Linked DNA regions of Pan troglodytes: region 1 is linked to region 2. The links are chromatin contacts, called in public HiChIP or PLAC-seq maps. All regions are on one chromosome and are shown on one strand. The core of a region is the stretch at or near the end of the contact, and the rest is flanking DNA. Distances in the headings are between cores, read along the strand shown.

What was found. HiChIP or PLAC-seq counts read pairs in DNA pulled down with a chosen protein or histone mark.
Region 1: a contact with region 2 is called in an H3K4me3 HiChIP or PLAC-seq map of stem cell-derived excitatory neurons, with 3 times the contacts expected there. The contact joins the promoter of MFAP3L here to the promoter of NEK1 in region 2. A contact is called at or near these places in 1 of 7 Hi-C or Micro-C datasets (stem cell-derived neural progenitor cells) and 1 of 1 datasets of contacts at active chromatin or transcription factors (stem cell-derived excitatory neurons).

What each region holds. Positions count from the first base shown.
Region 1 is chr3:171,697,447-171,704,473 of NHGRI_mPanTro3-v2.0_pri, forward strand. It overlaps MFAP3L (microfibril associated protein 3 like), which reads right to left and starts at 2,165. Exons shown (of 4, transcript XM_063809990.1): 1 at 1,750-2,165.
Region 2 is chr3:171,281,687-171,289,009 of NHGRI_mPanTro3-v2.0_pri, forward strand. NEK1 (NIMA related kinase 1) reads right to left here and starts at 4,301. Exons shown (of 36, transcript XM_526727.7): 1 at 3,805-4,301; 2 at 3,603-3,726.

The sequences.
Region 1 (7,027 bases), core at 915-3,414, 410 kb after region 2:
ATGTCAGAAGAACTACACTGTTATAACTTATGGTCTCATGAAAAGACATTTTTTTCCATCTTGTATTTCATCTTGAAGGATTTTACTATGTTCAGCATAGTAGCAACTGAAAAAAATGTGTTTCATCTAGAAACAAAAGTGAGAAAACTACAAAAAACACTGAGCTTCTGCAATGCTCGGTTTCCAAGTTTTTAACATTAAATCGAAGATAACGCAAAATAAAGATTGCCACAGTAACCAAACTTTTCTGCTAAGTATCCTTAAAAATAATGACAGTTCGATCGTATCTTAACTGTTTTCTACAATGTGAGCAGATAATACACCTACAAACCTTTTTTTGCTACCTTGCTTTATAAAGCTTGCAAGTTTTTTTTTTCAGGGCTGGAGAAGACAGCTTAATGATCAAGCTTAAAATAAATCGGTTCTGCAATCACTCTGTATTTTAATCCGATGAAGCACGTTTCCCCATTCCACGCCATGAAGCAATTCGATGTCAACTTGTTATGGAGTCAAATGCGACAAACTCCGAGAGCTTCAGTAGCGAGGCGGCGGCTCGCAGCACCCACAGCCGCCCGCACTCCTGCGGCATCAGGACACGGTGCCCTCCCGACGCGGAACCCGCATTCACGTTCTCCGGAGCCCTGGCCAGCGCACGCTCCTCCCTGTCCGGGGAAACTGAGGCACAGCGCTGCGAGAGATCCAGAGCCCAGCGAAAGCCCCCACGGCTGTTCGGCGTCCCCTTCCCCCACGACACCTAGGAGGCTCGCCGGCAGCTGGCAGTGGATTCCGCGCTCCTAGCCCTCGGAAGGTTACGGTTCGAGCCCGGGATGCGGCAGTCCCCAAACGGCCAGCCCCCGCCCCGCACGGATCTCGAAGCATCCTGCGACCCCCTGGAGCCCGCTGCCCGGACCCTGCGGCGTCTCGCGGCGCAGCCTCCGCCGCAGTCTCAGCCAGCCCAAACACCCGAAAGTTCCGCGGCCCCGGCGCCGACTCGGCCGCCGACCCGGTGCGGGGCTGGCTCCCACCCGTGCCCCTCCGCCCCGGCCCGCCGGGCGCCCCCGCTAACCTGACACCGCCGCGCCACTCAGGTGGCCGCCGTGCACCCCTCGCCATGGCCAGCCCGACAGCGGCCGCTGCGCCGCACTCTGCGCCGGACGCCTGGTAGCGCCTACTGCGGGCGAACCGCCTCCGCCGGCGCCTCACAGCGTTGCGAGCTGCGCCGCCGGCTGCCGGGGAGCGCGGAGCTTCCCACCTACAGGCGCCTGGGCCGGCCGGGGCCGAGCATGCCCAGTGCGGCTCGCCGGGCGGCGCGGAGGCGCGGGTATAGCCGCCGGGTTTTCGCGGCAGCCGCGGGCGGGGGCAGCGGGGCGGGCGGTGCGGTGCGAGCCAGTCGGAGCTGCGGAGCAGCCCCGCGGAGGAGCCGCCCCGCGGAGGAGCCACCGGAGGCTGTAGTTGCCGGGGAGTCCCGCGTTCAGTCCGCTCAGCCTCTGGGCCGGGCCTCGGCGGCCCCCAGAGCCCCACACCCGCAGGCCCAGGGCCTCCGCGGCAGCGCGGGACTCTCACTCCGCTCTCTCTCCCGCCCGGGGCTTCCACCGCAACTTCTGTGGGCGTCGCATCGCACGCGTGTTCAAAGACACCCAGGAAAAGGCTTCTTAGGGTCCCATCCTGGGGCGCTAAATGGGAACCAGTCAACCCACCCCCAAGCCTACCCTGTCTCCTTGCAATCAAATGCAATCACGAGCAAACCACCTTGCTTCCGAAAGCTTCTCAGGCCTTCCCGGGCGACTGCGCTGTAAGTCTTAAACGTCTCTTAAAGCAAAGTCCACAGATGGAAGAGTCTGGAAGAAAACCCAGCGGGCCGTTCCCTGGTGACTTTCTGAGTGGTGGGGTTCCAGGAATTTTTTTTTCATTTTCTTTAAAAATATTACTTGTAATTTCCACGTTTTTTCTAATGAACCATAAGGTGATTTTTTAATTAAAAAGTAGAGTATTCTAAAATTATTAAGTACCTACAGAAGTTTCGCTACACGATCCTGCAATGTTAGTGGCTTCTTCTCCTCCTTATCTCCCTTTTTTTTTTTTTTAATTTTAAAAGAGAACAGAGACTCTCAATTTCTGGGGCGGGACCAGGCTCCTTCCCCCGGCTTTTTAGTGTCCGCCCTCTTGGCCACACCCCCCTCCGGCCTTTTTACTCCCGTACCGCCCTCTTCCCGGTGGGTTGCTGCGAAAACCCGGAAAGGTGGACTTTCCACATTGACGCTCCCGGCGGCTCCGGCAGCCAGACTGGGCATGTTCCGCCGCCGGGTCAGGGATTGCTGTGCCAAGAGAGGAGCTTTAGCAACTCTCAGTCTCTCTGCTCCTCTCTGTTCCTGGCAAACTGGCAAAGTAGTGCCTCTGACCCCACGCCCCGAGGTCGGACCTGCAGAAGTGGGTCAGGACCAGACTGAGCATGCTCCGGGCAGTGCCAGGCTGCCGCACGCGGCTGCATCTGGTTGCCCAAGGTTGATGTAGCCGCGGTCTCTCGTCACGACATCGAAGCTCGGGAAACGGATGGAAGCAGGGCTCTAGAGAGGCACGATTGCATCGACACGTGGGCAGGTCGCCCATGCCAAGGGCCATGTTGGTGGGTGGGTGCGTGGGATCTGTCGTATGAGTGAGTCAAAGCCTGATTTTTTCCCCCAAAAAGATTGAAATGAGATATCATATTTTAACATTAGTTTTATGGCATCTTGAATAGCAACACATTTTAGCTCAAGGAATTTTTCAGCTGTCCTTTTGAGAAACGTAAATTTTCTTTGTTTTTAAGTATTTAATAAGCATTCTTTACAATTGCACCACAGCGCGAACTTTCCACCTGCTTTATTAATTATTACATTTGTGTCCCCACTATTAAAATATTCCGCAGTATTATATCCCGTTTTCTTCTCCAGCATTTCTGCATTCACTCTGACTCTATTTCCTCCCCTCCCCCATCTCTTTTAAATTCTCAGACAACCTGCAAAATGCACTCTTGCTATCTTAGAAACCACTTGAGGTCGGTGTGGGGAACTTGCTTTTAATTCTCATTTAGAGAAGACAGTACTGAAATGGAGAAAAGTCACAGGGAAAGTACTTTTACAGATTGTAGATTAGTAAAGAACCCAAAGAGAGCCTTTCATTGAGAGCAGAAAGGCGAATGGAATTCGCTGTTTTCTGTCTAAGGAGGAGGAGGATGGGCAGGCAGGTCAGCTGCCCAGTGGGGCTTGGTGTGATAGTGGGAGTCACCCTTCATTTGAACCTCTCTGCCTTGCCCAGCTCCAGTTCAGCTTCAGCGTGGTCAGGGACACTATCTCTATGGAAGGTCACTCCTGGAAGAATACATTTACTTAGCTGCTTCCACCATGGAATCCTAGCTTGTGCTGGAGTGTCCCCTTCATCCTCCTCCTGTGCTTTGAGAATCCATTGTTGCTGGTATGCCCTGAGCAGTGCCCTTGAACTTGCCCAGGTACCCCTTGACATCCACACCACAAATAGTCTAGCCTTACAAAGGTGGACAAGATGTCTTTTCAGCAGTCTGTACTGCCACTTCCATCCATCTGAAGCTTTCTGTTCCTGAGTCTGTCATGACATTAATCTTTCTTGGTTCTCCTACCTCTCTCTCTGACTGTTTCTTCTCATCCTCCTCCTCCAGATTCTCATCCTTTGCACCGCCCCATTGTAGGTGTTCTGTGGTCTTTTCTTCCCGAGAGCTGTCATCCTCTCTGATGATTGCCGCTGTCAAAGGGGTGTTAGCTGGTATGTTCTCACATGGCCATGCTAGGTGTTCATTTCTGGAATCCTTTCTGGTTGATCAGGCAGTTGTTCTGATAGGTCAGCGTCTTCCCTTTATCCATACTATTTGTGTGTGTGTGTGTGTGTATATATATATTATTATTATTTTTGAGATGGAGTCTGACTCTGTTGCTCAGGCTAAAGTGCAGTGGCGCAATCTCTGCTCACTACAACGTCTGCCTCCCAGATTCAAGCGCTTCTCTTGCCTCAGCCTCCCAAGTAGCTGGGACTACAGGCACACACCACTATGCCTGGCTAATTGTTTTGTATTTTTAGTAGAGACAGAGTTTCACCATGTTGGCCAGGCTGGTCTGGAACTCCTTACCTCAAATGATCCACACACTTTGAGCTCCAAAGTGCTGGGATTACAGACCTGTTTGTTAATAATTTGGATATCATTTTTATCCTGAACCACGTCTTCCTCTCCACATCTCCCCTAGTTCAGATTTTTATATGTGATCTACCAAATATCTTAACTGGTATGATCCTCAGGAAACTTGAACGCAGTGTGACCCAAACAGAACTCATGACCTGCAATTGCTCTTCTGCTTGTATTTACTAGCTCGGTTAGTGGGTACCCCTAACTTCTCAGTCACTTACATGATGAATCTGGGCGTTACCCTAGATTCATTCATCTGCCTTTCCCCTGTCATCCAGCTGGTCTCCTGGCGTTATCTATCCTGTCCTTATTCATTTCTGAACACCTCCCTTCCTTGCCTCATTGCCTGTCTTACTCCAGTCCCCGTCATCTTCCTGATCAACCACAGAGCAACAGACTCCTAGATGGATCCTCTCTCTGTGTCCCCTCCAATCCATCCTCCATAGCTCCTCAGACTTTTCTTTTTAAGCCATTGTATTACAATATGTCTGCTAAAGATCCTTAAGTGAATTCATAATGCCTTCAGGATAAGGTCCAAACTTTAAGCATGAACTGGCTGCTGCCTTCCTTTCCAGATTAGTCTCCAGCCTGTGTCCCCTAATATCCCATATCCTCACCAGTCCAAATTACCTGCCATGTGAATTCACACCTCCATATATCTGTTAGTTCTTTTGTCTCTCTTTCTCCTTTCTTCACCTGACAAACTGTTAAGCCTTGGAGATCCAGTTCAGGCAGGGTGTCCTCTGATCTTCCCAAGGTGAATGCCTCTTGAGTACTTCACCTGTTTTCATTTGACACCTAACCTTGATTGATTTTTCTTTCATCTCCTCCGCTACACTGTAGGCAACCTGATTGCAAGGGCTGTGTCTCAGCCATCTTTGTGTATTCGTTCTTAGTCTTCAATAGAATTTTACTTAATAAATAAATACTTAACATATGGACTGATATAATGTTTAAAGTTTATTAATTTAAAAAAAATGTTGCTGAGAATTATAAACAGATTGCAAAGAAAAAATGCCAGAACAGTCACATCATATGCAACCTGCTGAATGGTTATGCTCCTAACAATAAGTTAGGAGACTAAGATAATTGAGCTCTCAGATTTGACCTCCTTAAGCCCAATGAATTTTCTTCAGCTTCAGAAATCAGGAAGTATTTTGTGAGCCAGTCTGATGTCCTTGTTTTATTGGTCTGTAACTGCATGAAGCCCAGCACTGTATTACTAATTAACCCACAAATTCCATTGTTCTTTATCACTGTATTTATTTCTTTCCACAACGTGGTAATAACCTTCTAATTATGTGGTTACTCCTTAGAATAGATTTAGTTTATTTTTTTCTGTTGAAAGCATGGCACCCCAGGAGGGCAGACTAGCCTTTTGGGAATTAGCATAATTTTTTTACAGTTCTATCAGCTCATAATGTCTGCTGGGGGCACCTGGTACTAACTATGGGCGAACTGATCACCAGCTTCAGGATCACCTGGTGGATGAAGTTCCCATTCCAGACCTCTGGATAGAGTAGTCCAAGAGGCAGTGATTTTTAACAAGTCCTCCTGGTGACTCTGCACACTCTATGTGAGAAACAGTTCTAAGTCACATGGATAAAAGGAAAAATAATAACTCTTGGTCAAAAACTTCAAGTAGCCCCTGTATTGGGTTTTCTTTGGCAGAGAGATCTATGTGGGTGGGAGAGGTATCTGCCCATTAATAAAAGTGTTGTTAATATCTGTGCTTATTACATAGCCTTGGCTTATATTAGAGGGTCTGGAGAACATAGGAGAGTAACCCAGTAAAGTAGCTGCTTGTTTTTGCACTTGTTGAACAACATAGAGATTTTGCTTGGTAATCGATGCAGGCCCAATGGTACTCTCCAGTTTCTCCTTTCTATATTCTAACCCCTCCAACAGAGAGTGAGTGGAGCATTGGAGGTTTTGACCTCACCCTCTTCCTGGAAGAGGACAATAAGAGGTGTACGATGCTACCTACATTAGGCTATCCCTTATTCCTGGGAGTTTGAAACAGCACAATTAGAAGGAGGGTTAGGGGAAGAATGAAAGAAACCCAGTACTTCTCTCTAGTCTTGTGATTTGCTGGTTGAGGAGAGCAAGGCCTCTTGAAAAGGCTGAGTCAATACAGTATTAGGAAAATATTCCCCTTCCTCATTCTGGGTTTGGACTCAGCATTGATATCGGTCCCTTGGAGGGGTGTGCATGTGTGTGGGTTAAGTGGTTATCCAGCTGGAAGAATCAGGAGATCAAATGGCATGCCTGCAACTCACAGCGGCAGAAGACCCAGCGTGAAGGGTCGCATCCTTCCTAGACCTCCCTCTGAGACCACACCAAAGCCCTTCCCTCCTGGAGAGTTTGCAGCTTGCCAGCTTGGGACACTAATGACCATCACAGCTGAGCCTCCCACCCCACCAGGGTTTCATTTTAGTCAGTAACTCAGATGTAGGGCCATGGATTATTGGCAGGAGAAAGGATGCATCTGGAACTTTGCCTCCTGTGTGTAGGGGTGGCATTTCTTGAAAGGTGGGTGGATATTTGCAGAGGAAGGTTAGAAAAGGAATGTCTTGGTGAGAGAAGTATGAAACAGAGCCCTGGAGACTCCAAGTATGGGGATGGCTGAGCTCTAGAGGGGACCCCTTTGTAAAGAATTTGACTTCACAGTTACTTTGCTTTTGGATTCTGGAAAAGTCGTGACTTGTATTTAGCTTGGAGTTTGTTCTTCTTGTTCATAATTTCCTCAGGAAGGAAGGAAAGCCAGACATCCACTTTCCCACTATACAATGGAGGATGCTGGAGTTGGGTGACCCAGGGAAACGAATAAGCAAGGAA
Region 2 (7,323 bases), core at 3,051-5,550:
TATTCCCTCATTTTACACCAACCTAAATTTTAGATGCTAAAATACTGAAATGTAAGAAATAAAAGCATAATAGTAATAAAATAAAACATGGGAGAATGACTTCTGTCTTAGAGCGGTTAGCTGAAGCACAACACAAAATCAAAAAACCTTGAGGGATTAATATGACTAGACCAATATTTTAGCTATTACAACAATCTCATTTTTCTAACAAATAAAAAACTCGTACATATTTATAAGACCAAAAAACACAACAATCCAAAAGAAAAGTGGACAAAGGATATGAAGTTAAACGTTAACACCGAGAATGAATACAAATTATGTTAAAATGTGCCACGATACCCAATCTCCTGTAAAACGATATACAATTTTGGCCGGGCATGGTGGCTCACACTTGTAATCCCAGCACTTTGGGAGGCCGAGGCAGGTGGATCACTTGAGGTCAGGAGTTTGATGTCAGGCTGACCAACATGGTGAGACCACTGTCTCTACTAAGAATACAAAAAATTAGCTGGGTGTGGTGGTGCAGGCCTGTAATCCCAGCTACTCGGGAGGCTGAGACAGGAGAATCGCTTGAACCTGGGAGGCAGAGGTTGCAGTGAGCTGAGATCACGCCACTCCACTCCAGCCTGGGTGACAGAGTGAGACTCCTTCTCAAAAAAAAAAAAAAAAGAAGAAGAAATACAATTTTAAAATACAAGGGGTAAGTTTTATGTTATGTATATTTAACCACAATTTTTTTAAAAAAGCACAAGAGACGGCATGTTTCATCAATTAGAATGGCAAAATTCACAGTTGATTATTGTACTGTACTGTGGGGGAATAGCAGGAAACAATATGGTGGGACTATAAATTGGTACAAGCACTAAGGAAAATAATTTGGCAACATCTACCAAAATTATAAGGGGACAGAAACTTTGATGCAGTGATTCAATTTCTAGGAATTTACCCTACAAATATTTCCAAATGTAGGAAAACAAAGTATCTACAAAGTTATCCTCTGCAGCACTGTTTCTAATAGAGCAATATGTAATCATCCACATACAGTCAACACAGCAACTTTTAAACTGATATAATTTCTTAATACACTGTTAGATTTTTAGGGATCAGAATAATAAATATGGCATGCTATCATTTGTTTAGTAAAAGGAAATACATAAGTATATATGCTTACTCATATATGTGTATATATATACATATGTATATATATACACACATGCACCCCTGGCTTGTATTAAATAATATCTATGGAGAGATACACAATAAACTAGTAATACTGCCTACAAAGAAGGCATTTAATAGTTGAAAAGATTTTTCAATCTTTTGTACTTTCTGAATTTTGAACCATACAAATGTATTATCTATTCAAAACAATAAATATTAAAACAATAATATCTGATAGAAATAGTAAGAATACTGGCTAAATCAATTTCTCCAATTAAAATCCTTCAACAATTCCCCATCTCCAAACTCCTCACTTTTGACATTCAAAGTTTTCTTATGGCATCATGCTTCTTTTCAAGTATATGAACTATGCTCCAGAAAAAAGTACCTCAGCCTCTAGTCAAATAAGACAGCTTTCCTCACATTTTACTAAGAATTTCTTTTTTTTTTTTTTTTTCTGAGACAGAGTCTTGCTCTGTTGCCTAGGCTGGAATGCAATGGCGCCATCTCGGCCTCCGAGGTTCAAGTGATTCCCCTGCCTCAGCCTCCCAAGTAGCTGGGATTACAGGAGTGTGACACCATACCCAGCTAATTTTTGTATTTTTAGTAGAGACGGGGTTTCACCATACTGGCCAGGCTGGTCTCGAACTCCTGACCTCAAATGATCCATCTGCCTCGGCTTCCCAAAATGCTGAGAATACAGGTGTGAGCCACAGCGTCTGACCCAGAATTTCTTTCTTTTTTTTTTTTTTCTTTGAGACAAGCCTCACTCAGTCGCCCAGGCTACAGTGCAGTGGCAGTATCTCGGCTCACTGCAACCTCTGCCTCCCGGGTTCAAGCAATTATCCTGTGTTAGCCTTCCAAGTAGCTGGGATTACAGGCACGCACCACCACGCCCGTCTAATTTTTTGTATTTTTGGTAGATATGGGTTCGCCAGGTCAGCCAGGCTTGTCTCAACCTCCTGACCTCAAGTGATCCACCCACCGTGGCCTCCCAAACTGCTGGGATTACAGGCAAGAGCCACCGCACCCAGCCACTAAGAATTTCTTTAAAGCAACAAATAAGCAATTTTGGACATAATAAAATTTTGTGAGCCACATATAAACAATTTTAGAGTATATGAATGGAAAAGCTCAACTTCGATCAATCTGGAACACATACTTAGGTTAAGCATTAAGCTCTCATCAGGTGTTTCAGATATTCTACAGACAGGCTGTCTTGAAGGGAAACATGGTAAAGGCATGGCAACAGGTTTCAAGAAGTCTTTTGGCGCTGTATGCGGCTACAATCCATACATACAGTTCTCCCTAAGCAATAAATACCATCTTGAATAGTGGGAGGGGATCCATTTATCTTCTCAGGAAAAAAGTTCTTTATTTTCCTTTATTCGAAAAAGCAGAAAGCAAAAATGGAATTTCTATTAGACTTTTTTCAAAATATTTTTTCTTCTCTGTAAGTCTATTCAGACAATATTCAACAGATTTTGTAGTAGAAACTACCAACAGGTAAATAAAGAATTTACATTCGTGAAAAGGTGTCATGTTCATGACTTAGACTAGAAGGCAGGAGATTAGACAGGGCAAAATTTACTTGGAATACAATGTCAATGTACTATTCACACGACCTCAAAAGAACTTCTGTGGTCAAGTCCGACGACCTTTATTAAATTCCTGACAGTGACTTTTAACGTGAAAAAAACCTGTTTTCCCACAAAATAGGCTCCTTACATTTCACCTAGAACAATGGATATTTTAAGTGAAACAGATCTGTAGAACCTCTAATACCAGACAAATGTAAACTAGAAACAAGGAGTTACTTCTCTCCAAATTTGGCTCCCCTCCATCAGCTCTACAATACTGCTGCATCATAAAAAAAGGTCATTAACTTAGATTGGATGCCACTTTTAATCCTTCATAAACATTTCTAATGAAACATACCAAGGCAATAAAAAAATTTCTGCTTCCTAAAGCAGATCTTAAAGAACAAAAAATAGGCCTGCAAAAAAAGTTATGATAAACTCTTAAAGTAGTACAACAATTAATGCCTTACATATGGAAACTGTGTCAAATCATGGAAACGGAAATCTAAGATTACAGGGTAACCAGCTAACTACTACTCATATTCGCTTCCTAATTAAAATTTATCAGTAATTTAAGATTGGACACAACATAAGCAATGCAAATGCTTGCTTATCCATACTAAGATTCCTATTATTTTAATCCCATTACCGCTCTAGTTTTTAAAAATACCGTAATGTCCAAGAATCGCTTTGTAATACAGAGTGTCTTAGAGAATTAACATTTAAATGAGATTAAGGTATTTTCCCTGCAAACACTTAAGGTATCTGTGTAATCTCAATATAAGCAGTTCTACGCACATCTCATTTCCAGGATGATTTTTACCATTTTGCATGTCATTCCTTCCCCCAAGTGGAACTCACCTCAGTGACACAGGACGTTAGTAGGAATAACGGTGATGACTAATAAGCATCAGTCTAGGTGTGGCAGTCTTCCTACGGGGCTTAATAAAGCAGAGGTACCATCCCGCATTTTGAAAATGACATCCTGAAAGAGAAACCAAGTCTGTCTAACCAGCAGCAGCTCACAGTCCAGACTGAAAGGGGGCACTGAGACTCTCCACACCTGACACTCGTCTTCAGTTGATACCACGGGTTTGACTCCGTCCTGCCTCGGGCGACGCCCGTAAGACAGGTCGACACTACCCCGACGAAACAAACAAACTGGTTTCTGAGCCCCGTAGAAACGGCGGGGTGCAGCAGGGGGAGTGCCTCCGTTACCGCCTCTCCAACTTCACAGAGGTCGTTGCTAGTGGCCACGGCGGGGTGGGGACGGGCGGCGTTCGGGACTGGGAAGCTACTTGACTGCCACGTGCTCCTGCCTCGCAACAGCGGCTCTAGATTCCGAGTTATGGGGACAACTGCTCGAGAGGCCAGGGTAGGGTAAGGACTCCGCAACCTAGGGTCCCAAAACCCTGGAGCGAATGCGGACTAAGGGGGAGCGGCCGGCGCGTCACCGGCGCTGGCGTGTGACGTCAGCGCGTGGAAGGCGGCACGCAGCGGAGGCGGCTGGGAAGGAGCACTGAGGCTGGGCTAGAACCGTAGGGTCGGGCGGGGTGCTGTGCGAAGGGGCGGGCAGGGTGCTGTGCGAAGGGGCGGAAGGGGCGGAAGGGGCGGGAGGGGCGGGCTCCGCAGGCGGGAAGACAGAAAGGAGGAGACGGGAGAGATGAAAAGGATGGAGAGAGTGTAAAGCTGTTAAGAGTCATGCAGAGATGCGGGAGAGAACTCACTAGTTGAAACCAATTTGGAATATAAAGCATATAAAATTTTCCCACAGCTACTACACCGAGAAAGGGACTTTTTTATTTTACATGAAAGCGCACTACTTAGGGATGCCACATTTTAAAGAGCAATTTTGCTTTAAAAAGCAAGTCTTTTCCTATTATATCTTGGATGGTTGAAACAGAAGAATGTTTAAGTCTTGAGATATTTTTTAAAAGCTGTATGGGGTTTTCTACACCTTTACATCTAATGTATGTATAAATTACTTGTCTGTATGTTGAAGGGTTTGGAAATGTACAGCAGTCTAAGTACATTTTTTCACTGCAGGACTGGCGAAGGTAGGAAGAGATTCCCCTAAAACTATAATAAGGGATATCATCTGGTGTCATCCTGAGTGGCCCTACTCAGGGCAACTTTATTCCTAGGGACATTGAAAGATTTTGGCGGCTTTGCCAGACGATGGCGCTGCAAGTCACCCAACCTGAAAAGCTGGAGAGTTTGTTTTATCTCCTCTTCAATCGCCATACAGCTACAAAAGACTTATTTTCCTCATTCTTTCTACTTCTAGTCTACACTCCTGTGGGCCCTCCTACCCCCAGTTAGTAGGAATTTTCGTGTCTGAATGCACAATTGTAGTTCTACCCACATCCTTTTGTACATCAAAGTGAAGTGAAATGTTGCCAATTACTAATCTAAGCAAATTCTTTTTGCTGCTTACAGGAAGAATGGCTAGTCAGCTAACCTCCTTAGATAATTCTTTAGGCTCATGTCATAAACTATTGGTAGGACTACAAACTGCTACAGTCTTTCTAGAAGGTATGCTAGCAGTATGCATATCCTTTGACTCAGCAATTTAACTTCTGGGACAAGTGAGCAATGATTTATATACAAGGATAACCGTTATTGTTTATAACCAGAAAAACTAGAAATACTGTAAATGTATAACAATAAAGAATTGATTAAATTATAATATATCCAAACAATGAAATACTCTACAGCCATTTAAAAGAGTAATCAAGATCTACTTTATTGACATACAAAGATACCATTGATATATTGATGAGTAAATAAAGCAGGTTACCTAAGAAGATTACCTGATTTCCCTTTCTGGTTTATATACCCCTGTACAATTGAATTTTTTTTATTTTTAAACAAGAGTGCTTTGGGGCTTCTTTTTCTTTAAATATTTTATTGGACTTTTCTTTCAAACAAAAAAGTTTTTGCTTCTTGCAACAAGCCAGTAACACAAGTACACAAAGATAAAGCCTATCGTCTCCTTCCCAGAGCTCTCTTCTGTGCTGTCCTCCACGAAACCAATGTTAACAGTTAATTAATATCATCTACATTTTTCTCTAAGTTCCTAAAAACACAAGCATGCATTTTTATATTTTATATATTAGTCTTAGTCTTTTATTTATTTATTTATTTTGGAGACAGGGTCTCATTCTGTTTCCCAAGCTGGAGTGCAGTGGCGCGATCTTAGCTCCCTGCAACCTCCGCCTTCCAGGCTCAAGTGATTCTCCCACTTCAGCCTCCTGAGCAGCTGGGACCACGGGTGCGTGCCATCACACCTGGCTAATTTCGGTATTTTTTTTGTAGAGATAGGGTTTTTGCCATGTTGCCCAGGCTTCTTGCGTGTGTGTTTTGTAGAGATGGGTTCTACCATGTTGCTCAGGCTGGTTTTGAACTCCTGAGCTCAAGTAATTCTGCCTGCTTTGGCCTCCCAAAGTGCTGGGATTACAGGCGTGGGCCACTGTGCCTAGCCGGGACTATAGTATACATATTATTTTGCAACGTACATTTTTAAATTTAATAGTATATGAACATCTATGCGGATATCAACTAATTCTTGTGAATGATATTGATATTTCATGATATGGCTATACCAAAATCTACTCCATTCAGTAGACATATTGTTTCCAATGGTATAATTACTTCTGTGGGATAGATTTCTAAAAGTAGGTTTGCTGGGTCAAAACGTATGCATATTTTTTCACTTTAACACTCCTATGTCTTGGTTATGAAAATTTCTTAACTCCTTATTAATAGTGGTAGTATAATATATTAAATGGAAGGGGACTAGCAGTATGCCTAAGCTATTCTACTAGAGATTTTTCAGAAATATATTCTGCCATGCATTCACAATTAAGCACTATATGTTAGATGATGGGGACAAACATATTCAAGGAATGGATATTGTTATTCCTTCTTTCTAGAAAGCAGGCAGCAAGGTGAAACAAAATAGAGAATAACAAATTAGAGCAAATGGTTGGTATAGAACTACACTATTTTCCCTTTGTGAAATTATTATGTAAATGATTTTATTAAAAGACCATGTATTTATGAAGGCATAAGTTCTGATTATACTCACCTAAAATCTTTTTTTTTAATTATACTTTAAGTTTTAGGGTACTTGTGTACAACATGCAGGTTACACATGTATACATGTGCCATGTTGGTGTGCTGCACCCATTAACTTGTCATTTAACATGTTAATGCTATCCCTCCCCCCTCCTCCCACCCCAGAACAGGCCCCGGTGTGTGATGTTCCCCTTCCTGTGTCCTTGTGTTCTCGTTGTTCAGTTCCCACCTGTGAGTGAGAACATGCATACTTACCTACAATCTTTTGTGATTAGAGAAGGGCCTAAAATACTAAATATGAAGAAAAGCATTCTCTAAAATCCAGATCTTTTACAGACATGTAATATTCAAATCCAAGGGAGAAAAAAAAGTCAATGTCTTGGCATTTAGTACTCCATCTTGCTACATTCTAGGCGAGAAATTTTTAGTTATTTAAGCCACGTTCCTGAAAGTCTACTCTAGCCTTATGTGGTTTGAACTCACTGTTAACTCTGCGTAGCTA